Regions from separate parts of the Mus musculus genome. Here regions 2 and 3 are each linked to region 1. Evidence: chromatin contacts called from public Hi-C data. All regions are on one chromosome and are shown on one strand. The core of a region is the stretch at or near the end of the contact, and the rest is flanking DNA. Distances in the headings are between cores, read along the strand shown. Region 1 overlaps Gm39215 (a long non-coding RNA gene). Region 2 overlaps Siah1a (siah E3 ubiquitin protein ligase 1A). Region 3 holds the start of Siah1a (siah E3 ubiquitin protein ligase 1A).

Region 1 (2,641 bases), core at 89-2,588:
ATCCCTCGACTGGACTCACCAACGGTTGGTGCGCTCCTGTTTCCTGCACCCCAGTGTGTCTGTGCTTTGACAGGCTTTACTGGCAGAGCCTCGGAGAGTGAGTTAAATCCCCTGTGACTCATCCCTTGCAGTTTCAGCTGTGTTTTCTAAGAACAGGACATTCTCTTACATAGCTACAATTTAAATGTCAACAAAAGAAGCCATATATCAACACACTACTCTTTTATAAAATAAGTCCCGTATTTAAAGATCACAGTTGCTCTTAAAATGTCCCCTTTTTTCCAGAGCTTCTTTTAAAAAAAGATTTATTTATTATTTATATGAATATACTGCCTCTGTCTTCAGACACACACTAGAAGAATGCATCGGATCCCATTACAGATGGTTGTGAGCCACCGTGTGGTTGCTGGGAATTGAACTCAGGACCTCTGGAAGAGCAGTCAGTGCTCTTAACCATTGAGCCATTTCCGAGCTTTGTTTTTGACCCAGGAGCCAGCCTGAGAATAAATATTGCTATGAATCAGAATGTCTGGGTTTCTCCAGAGCCGCTGTTCCTAGGCTATTACTCAGTGAGACCCTATCTCTGTTTCAGTCCCCAACCCACAAAAGGAGGCTCCTGGTCCCTCTAGCTTTGTTTTGGCTCCTCTCCTTTTTTCTCCTTTCCATGTAGACATCTCTGCAGGACACAACCTCTGGTTTATCTCCCTTCCCAGAGCCCTGTCTGCCAGAGTCTAGGGGAAAGAATGCTTGCCTGGAGTCAGCCAGAACCAGATCTCAACTATGGTTACTTCCAATTCCTGCCCAGTCTCTGCTTTCCAGACTTCTGTGTTGTAAGATGCTCTGAGTGGACTTTGCAGGCATCCAGGAGGATCTTCCTGGGTGCTGTCAGGATTCCTGGGAGGATGGAAGAGTGTATATGGTACCCAGCTGAGTTCATGAAGCAGGAGAACATGGAGCATCCACTCCCAGCTCCTGGATGTTCCTCTCCCCCAGCTCTATCCAGCCTGGTCCTCTCATGCTTGATGGAGACCAGGCCTCAGATGAAAATCACATTTAATAACAGCAGGAGTCAGGGTGTCTGGGCCTGCTGTACATACCTATAATGCCAGTATTATGCATGCAGTCCCACCCATCCCATGAACGTGATAATCACCCATAAGTTAAGCTGGCTGATAACCTCCCCTACCACCTCTAGCTTGCTACATCAGAAATATCCCCAAACCTTTGCTGGGTTTGAGTATCTGCGGCTTCTGTCTACCCACAGTAGGAATGACAAACTGCCTATGGAGCACTGTTGACATCAGACTCCTAAGGAACATCTGGGTCCCATTAAGCAGCAGAATATTAAAAAACCAGGGCTGGCCATGATCCAGCACCCAGCAGGAGTGGGTAGGGCCACCACTCCCCTTCCAGGGTGATAGAGCTTGAGGCCCACCCAGCTTCCACAGGCATTCGGAGGAAGGAGAGGGGAGTAGCTTTTGCTAGCAGCCCAATACTGAGTCCTCTGAAGAATCATCCCTGCCTGCCTCTCGGGTTTCCCATCACAGTGAGGGGAGTGCTATGCTGACATGCTATCAGACAGCTAGGGGGCGCTCTGCCTGTATGGGCTTGAAGTTGAGGGCTGCAACCCCACCTAGTGCAGAGGATCATGCACATGTGGACATCAGGCCACTCCTTGCCACTGCTGCACTGGGTTCCTTCTAATCATGCTCTGATATCTGCTTCCCAGAGCCGCCAGAACATCCAGTTCAGTCTTCACTACTCAGAGAGGGCAGGGGTCCAGCAAAGGCCATGCATCAATGCAGGTCTCCACCCAGACTACTGCCCTGTGAATAGAGAGTAATGCTGCTTTCACTAGGTGCAGACTTAAACCAGAGCCCAGCGGCTATTTGAAAGATCTCTCAGACACTGAGCCACCAACCAGGCAAGCAGACACCAGCTGACACATGTACAGCAGAGGACTGCCTGGTCTGGCATCAGTGAGAGAAGATACACCTAATCCTTCAGGGACTTGAGGCCCCAGGGAGTGGGAGGTCTGGTAGGATGGGGTGGGGTGGGGTGGGGACATCCTTTTGGAGATGGAGGAGGAGGTATAGGATGAGAAACAGTTAGAGGGTAGACAGGAGGGGAATAATGACTGGACTGTAAAAAAGATAAAGAGATAATAATAATAATAATAATAATAATAATAATAATAATAATAAGAAGAAGAAGAAGAAGAAGAAGAAGGAAAGCCTCATAAAATTATCCTCAAAATAGTTGGTGCCAAAGCTAAGAAGATAGCTTAGAAGGTAAGGCTACTTGCTATGTAGGCAAGCATGAGGACCTGAATTTGAATCCAGCACCTACATGACAAGCCAGGTGTGGCTGCATGGGACTGTAACCCTAGTGTTGTGGGACAGGGTCAGGTGGACCCTGTATCCAAGGAATAAGACAGAGATTTAGGAGAAAAATACCAGACATCCTCTTCCAGTCCTTATAATGTACTTACTGATGTGCATGCAGCCCTTCACACGCACACATGTGTACACTCACACAAGTGATAATGAAAAACATTTCAAGGGACCAGTGGGACCCAGGCATACAGGGACTCTGCCAGATCAGTGGCATGGGTTTCTTCTGGTCTGTCTGGGCTGGTGCC
Region 2 (2,641 bases), core at 53-2,552, 92 kb before region 1:
CAGCACTGGAAGTTTACATTTCTTCTTTTGTTACTAAAGCAATACTTTCAAGTTCAAAGGGCAAAAAGTACTAACAAATATTTAGCTTGCCTGCGGCCTTGGGTTTCCTCTCCAACACAGTGTAAAAAAACCTCCATCACAAGGCTCATGCCCATGGTATATAAGAATAGAAGATTAATTAGCTCTCACCATCTGAAGCCCTGTGATCCAGGCATCACGATAAAAAGAGCACTCTGTAATCTAGTTACCACCTGAGCAAATTCTTTATGCAGATGACTTATCCATTTTAGGTGACTTGTGAGACAATGGGTTTGGCATTACCAAAGTGGTCGGCTTCCCACCTCCTCCACCGTGTTAAGTGTAGCTCACTCACTTAAAGGAACACAGTAATTTGAAAAGTTATTTCTTCAAAAACAGCTCTGGTTACATCAAAGACCTCAATGTATATTTAAATAGAATATAGCCAAGATCATAAGAAAAACACTAGACCAGTGCCTAGATCTAGCAAAATATCTCTAGCAGTTATCAGCACAAGTTCAGGTTCATGTTATAACATTTTTATTACCTTCCAAACACTGTAGAAAGCACACTAATTTCTACTGAGCATGAGCAACAAAATGTGGTCAGAGGCACAGAAAACTCCTATACCATTACCAAGAATGCAGCTCCATCTTGAGCCACAAGCCTCAACCTCGAAGCAGGACTACAGTAGAAACCAAGGACAAGTCTGCCAAAGTCGTGACACCCCTGAAGCTTGCTTTAAATCGGGGTTGCTGTAGCTCCACTGAACCCTCACTGCCGACCTCACAGAGCCAGACAAAGCGGTGCAGCCTAAACCGGAATCCACAGGTTCACACGGTCTGGTTTCTCTCTTAGAAACAGTTGTTTTTATGTTGGTACCTTTCCTCTTCCTGGTCCTGGTCCCAACCGTTGGCAAGCATGTGAGCAGGACTCCCTTCCAGGAATGCAGAAAGTGTGCAGGCTTCCAGGTCATGAGAATGGAGGCTTCAGGTTCCTGCAACCCCCAAGGCCAGCCTGCAGAAGCCCCTCCTGGGCCCCGGGCTCCTAAGCACAGAAGGCTGCTCGCTTCCATTCAGTCTTAAAAGTAGTTCAGCAGTGGCTTGTCCCCAGGAGACACAACACTTGCCATGAACTTTCTAAGCTGCGTGATCTTAAACCAGTGATCTCCACTAACTTAGCCACTTAGCCCAGAAGCGGCCCGGCGGCTCTGGCGTCCTGCTGCTTAGTCTTCAACACCTGGCAGGCGCTAGGGCAAGTCGAGAGAGAGAGGGCGGACTTCGCCTTAAGCCCCACCCTACAGCCCACCTGAGCTGCTCTGCCTGGCGCCACCAGCAACTTGAAGCCTGTACACTTGGCAGCAGTTGAGTCTAGTAGAATATGTTTCCAGAGGTCACGATCTCAGTGCTTTCTTAAGGCTTCAGGGTAGGAAACATACATACAGGGATGAAGGGAAGTACACAGCCAGGCAAAGTCTTTGTCCTGAGAATTCTCGTTTGCATGAAGTGAAAAACACTCTCCCCCAAACTCAATACTTCCAGGCCTCAACTACCATTTTCCTCAATTCTAACTCCGCTGCTTGTGGGCCAACCTACTTCAAACGCCCCCTTCCAATGCAGAGAATTGTAAGCACACTCAGAACAGGGAAAACTTTACTTCTCCCTCCAAACTGAGCCGGTACCCTCATCCCACTCTGGGAAAGCTTTCCTAACTGGCCTCATTTTAAACTAGAGTAGCTTGCCTTGATTTTAAACAAACCTTATTACCTGTATTAGTCAGGGTTCTCTAGAGTCACAGAACTTATGGATAGTCTCTATATAGTAAAAGAATTTATTGATGACTTACAGTCGGCAGCCCAATTCCCAACAATGGTTCAGTCGTAGCTGTGAATGGAAGTCCATGGATCTAGCAGTTACTCAGTCTCACACAGCAAGCAGGCGAAGGAGCAAGAGCGAGACTCCCTTCTTCCAATGTCCTTATGTTGTCTCCAGCAGAAGGTGTAGCCCAGATTAAAGGTGTGTTCCTTAAACTTGGAGATTTAATCTTCTGGAATCCATAGCCACTATGGCTCAAGATCTCTATACCAAGATCCAGATCAGAAACTTCTATCTCCAAGCCTCCAGATAAGGGTCACTGGTGAGCCTTCCAATTCTGGATTGTAGTTCATTCCAAATATAGTCAAGTTGACAACCAGGAATAGCCACTACAGTACCCTTGCCCCATAAAGTCCTGTGCACCTCAAACTTGGACGGTGTCAGGGCAGCTTCAAAGGGTTAAGCTGGTATTACATGATGCTTAGGACAACCTTCAACACAACCAAAACCTGGCAGGCAGTGAGGGCTCCAATAAAATGGCTTTTACCCACTTTCAGCAACTTCAACCCCATCCACTTGCCCACCTTTATCGTGTTCAATAATTTTCCTCTTACTTTAATACTAGATTACACTGAACATCTTTAAGAACAGAAATACAACCTGGACTTTCTAAATTGTACATCTCAAGCCCACTTTGGCAAAAAACTAAACAGAAAAAAAATAGTATTAACACCTTTTAATTTTGTCTTAATATTTTCAGAGTATAAAGCCACTGCTAGGTTTTTTGTTTGGGGGTGTTTTGTCTGTCG
Region 3 (2,641 bases), core at 49-2,548, 75 kb before region 1:
CCAAATTCCATCATCTCACAAAGCATAGCATTCTGTCCTCTAAACCCTTTCATTTCTTAAAACAGTAAAACCCAAATACTAACCCGGTTTTATATAACCCGATTTCAAACATTTTGGGCTATGTACTTCCAACGCATCCATGCCAAAATAACTTAAGCGAATTTTATGAGGCAAGGACCTTTAGCAGTAATCATTTACTGTAATAGCTTAGCACTTACTAAGAGCTCTCTGCACATCAACTATTTCCCATCTCATCGGTTCTCAATAGGCTTGAGACAAATACTCTCCATCAGACCCATTTTGCAGATTAGCAAAATGAAGCACCAAAATCGTGCCCAAGGTCACAAACCCGTGGGGCAGGATTGGAATCAAAGCAGGAGGGCAGAGTTCGGAGCCCATGCTCCAAGCGCTTTTACAAGTTAACATTTCACCCTGGACAATAGCCTAGCAAGAAATGGTAAATGCTCAACGCTAGAAAGAGCAGTAAGATCCCTGTCCTACATCCACGTTCAGGGCTTCCATGACTTTGACAAATCAGCTACATGGCCTCATTTACCGAATGCACAAATGTAACTCTTATGCCAGGGCAAACAAATTCTGTATCTTTCCAGGAACAGACGGTCCGCAGCGGCCCAGGGCGTACACACTAAGTTGCATCTGGGAGCTTGGAGGGACCCCGAACTATCCCGCAAAGGAAGCTGGGCGGAGCAAGGCTTAGGCTTAAAGGCTGGAGCTGCCCAGGCGGGCGTCCGCGCGCTCGCTCGTGGCGACATAAACAAGGGAGGAGGCTGCGTTCTTCCCCGCACAATAAAGGCGCGGGTCCGGGGGAGGCCGCCCTCCCGGAGCCGCCGAGGCAAGGCCCGACCGCGGCCCGCGAAGCGCGCGGCTGACCTCCGCCATGTTGGCCGTACACCGGGCCACACAACAAAGACTGAGCGAGGGCGCGGGCCGTAGTCTCGGCGCGCCCGCCCGCCCTCCGCCTCCCGGAGCCGCCGCTGTCGGCTGGGCCCGCCCGGAGAGGCCGAGACAAAGGCGCCGCGGCTCCGCGAGGGGACCCGCCGGCCCTCCCCGGGCCGCGGCCAGCTCCTCCCTCCAGGCCGCCCGCTTACCTGTGGGCGGAGAGCGCGCCGCGGACCCCGGCCCCGTCTAACGCGCCCGGTCGCCAGCTGCCGCCGCCGCCACCGCCACCGCCACCGTCACCGCCGCCACCGCGGGCCGCGCCTCCACCTCTCCCGGCACCGAGACCGACGGGACACCCTGGGCCGCCGCCCTCGAGAGCGCGCCCGCCCGGCAGCCCGGCTTCCCTGCCGCCGCCGCCGCCGCCCCGCGCGCTCTCGAGCTCGCCGCGCGCGCCCGCTAAGTACCACACACTGCGGCGGCCGCCATGAGCGGGAGCGCGCACCGAACCCGGCTGGGCGGGGCTTCCCACGGCCACGCACGCGCAGAAGCGGCTGGCGGCTGCTGCCCGCACTCGGTGGCGGTTGGCGTCGAGACGCTTCGGTTACCGGAGCAGCGTCCCGAGCATCCCCACGAGGCGGCTGCGCTGTCTCGGGCCGTTACTGTGGGATTGACTGGGTTCGCGCCGTCCTCTCTCCGGGTCCGCGGTCTGTAGCGGCCTCCACGACCCCACTCCTGGAGGAGAAGAGGGCCGCGCCTCCCGGTAGGCTCGTTGAAAGCTGGCCAGTAAGAAGCACGCCTTTAAGTCCACTTTCCCACTCATCTGGGAAGCTGATGTTGGGGACTGTCCACCCTGCTGCTTTAGGTTAAAAAACGGAGCCGTGCACTAGGCAAGCAGAAGCAGGATCTTCACAAGTTTGGGGCCAGTCTGGTTTATACAGAGTTTTCTGGGACTTCCCGGGGAGACCTTTTATCCAAAATAAATGAAGACCTCATCTCAAGGGTTACGGGTGCTTTCGTGAGGAGTGGTTGCCTGGGCTGAGACTCAGTCCCCAGTTGCGAGTGAAGGGGTAGAAACCTTTAGATTTGATTCTGGGGTGTGGGATTGTGTGGAGGTCAGAGGACGAGTTGCGAGTGCTGGGGGTGGAGCGCAAGTGGCCAGCCTTGGTGGCAGGGCCTCTGCTGAGCCATCTCGCAGAGTCCCCGTTAGTCTTTCCATGGATGCCTCTGTCTGACTAGGTTAACCGAATGTAAGGCGTTTACAAATCCTGAGCAGATTTTCAGGGAAGAACTGTAGAAATGCAATGCTGTGAGAAAAGTACTTTTTCTATGGGGTTTCAAGAAAGGAAGAAAAGTCTCCTCTCAGCCTTCCATCAGCACAAACTCCGCCCTCTTCCAGAACTCAAATTTGTTCTCAATGAATGTTCAGCTTTCCTCAATGTATTTGTAATCTGTGCTTGTGTTGATATTTCTATTCTCGATCTAGTATCTCACTGTAGCCCTTCCTCTGAGACCATTAGCACAACCAAACAGTTGAGAATGTAAATTAATTAAGTTAAAAGCACCATATACTACAAATCTGTTGGTCCCCAAAGCTCAACAGCCAGATAAGGAGCTTGCATTATGTAGGTTCATGAAGATTGTCGATATTAGTGGTGTTCTTGTTCATTTAAAATACTTGATTTACATAGGGAGTCTAAGATAACCCATCATAAACTCTGCTTTGTCATGAAACTTACCAAGT

What was found. Hi-C and Micro-C count contacts between places; a contact is called where the count stands out from the background.
Region 2: a contact with region 1 is called in a Hi-C map of uterus, with 2.6 times the contacts expected there. The contact joins two enhancer-like sites. A contact is called at or near these places in 1 of 15 datasets of contacts at CTCF or cohesin (the NIH/3T3 cell line), 7 of 484 Hi-C or Micro-C datasets (embryonic stem cells, forebrain, liver and 3 more), 2 of 115 datasets of contacts at active chromatin or transcription factors (effector CD8 T cells and embryonic stem cells) and 1 of 9 other capture datasets (embryonic stem cells).
Region 3: a Hi-C map of uterus shows a contact between it and region 1, with 1.9 times the contacts expected there. The contact joins the promoter of Siah1a here to the enhancer-like site in region 1. A contact is called at or near these places in 1 of 39 promoter capture datasets (macrophages), 1 of 15 datasets of contacts at CTCF or cohesin (the NIH/3T3 cell line), 12 of 484 Hi-C or Micro-C datasets (the C2C12 cell line, the G1E-ER4 cell line, cerebral cortex and 7 more), 6 of 115 datasets of contacts at active chromatin or transcription factors (CD8 T cells, bone marrow-derived macrophages, craniofacial prominence and 2 more) and 3 of 9 other capture datasets (adipose tissue, liver and pancreatic islet).

The regions. Positions count from the first base shown.
Region 1 is chr8:86,819,498-86,822,138 of GRCm38.p6, forward strand. The region is part of intron 1 of Gm39215 (a long non-coding RNA gene); the gene reads right to left. Among named protein-coding and RNA genes, the nearest start is that of Gm39215, 5.4 kb to the right of the region's middle. Within about 2 kb of position 1,339, at least 54 of the 459 cell types and tissues checked have an H3K27ac peak or open chromatin away from gene starts, as enhancers often do. A contact at or near this core is called in craniofacial prominence, palatal mesenchyme and uterus, where this site is marked.
Region 2 is chr8:86,727,474-86,730,114 of GRCm38.p6, forward strand. The region is part of intron 1 of Siah1a (siah E3 ubiquitin protein ligase 1A); the gene reads right to left. Among named protein-coding and RNA genes, the nearest start is that of Gm10638, 17 kb to the right of the region's middle. Within about 2 kb of position 1,303, at least 80 of the 459 cell types and tissues checked have an H3K27ac peak or open chromatin away from gene starts, as enhancers often do. A contact at or near this core is called in uterus, where this site is marked.
Region 3 is chr8:86,744,708-86,747,348 of GRCm38.p6, forward strand. Siah1a (siah E3 ubiquitin protein ligase 1A) reads right to left here and starts at 1,299. Exons shown (of 2, transcript NM_009172.2): 1 at 1,110-1,299. It overlaps Gm10638 (predicted gene 10638), which reads left to right and starts at 992. Exons shown (of 1, transcript NR_027829.1): 1 at 992-2,353.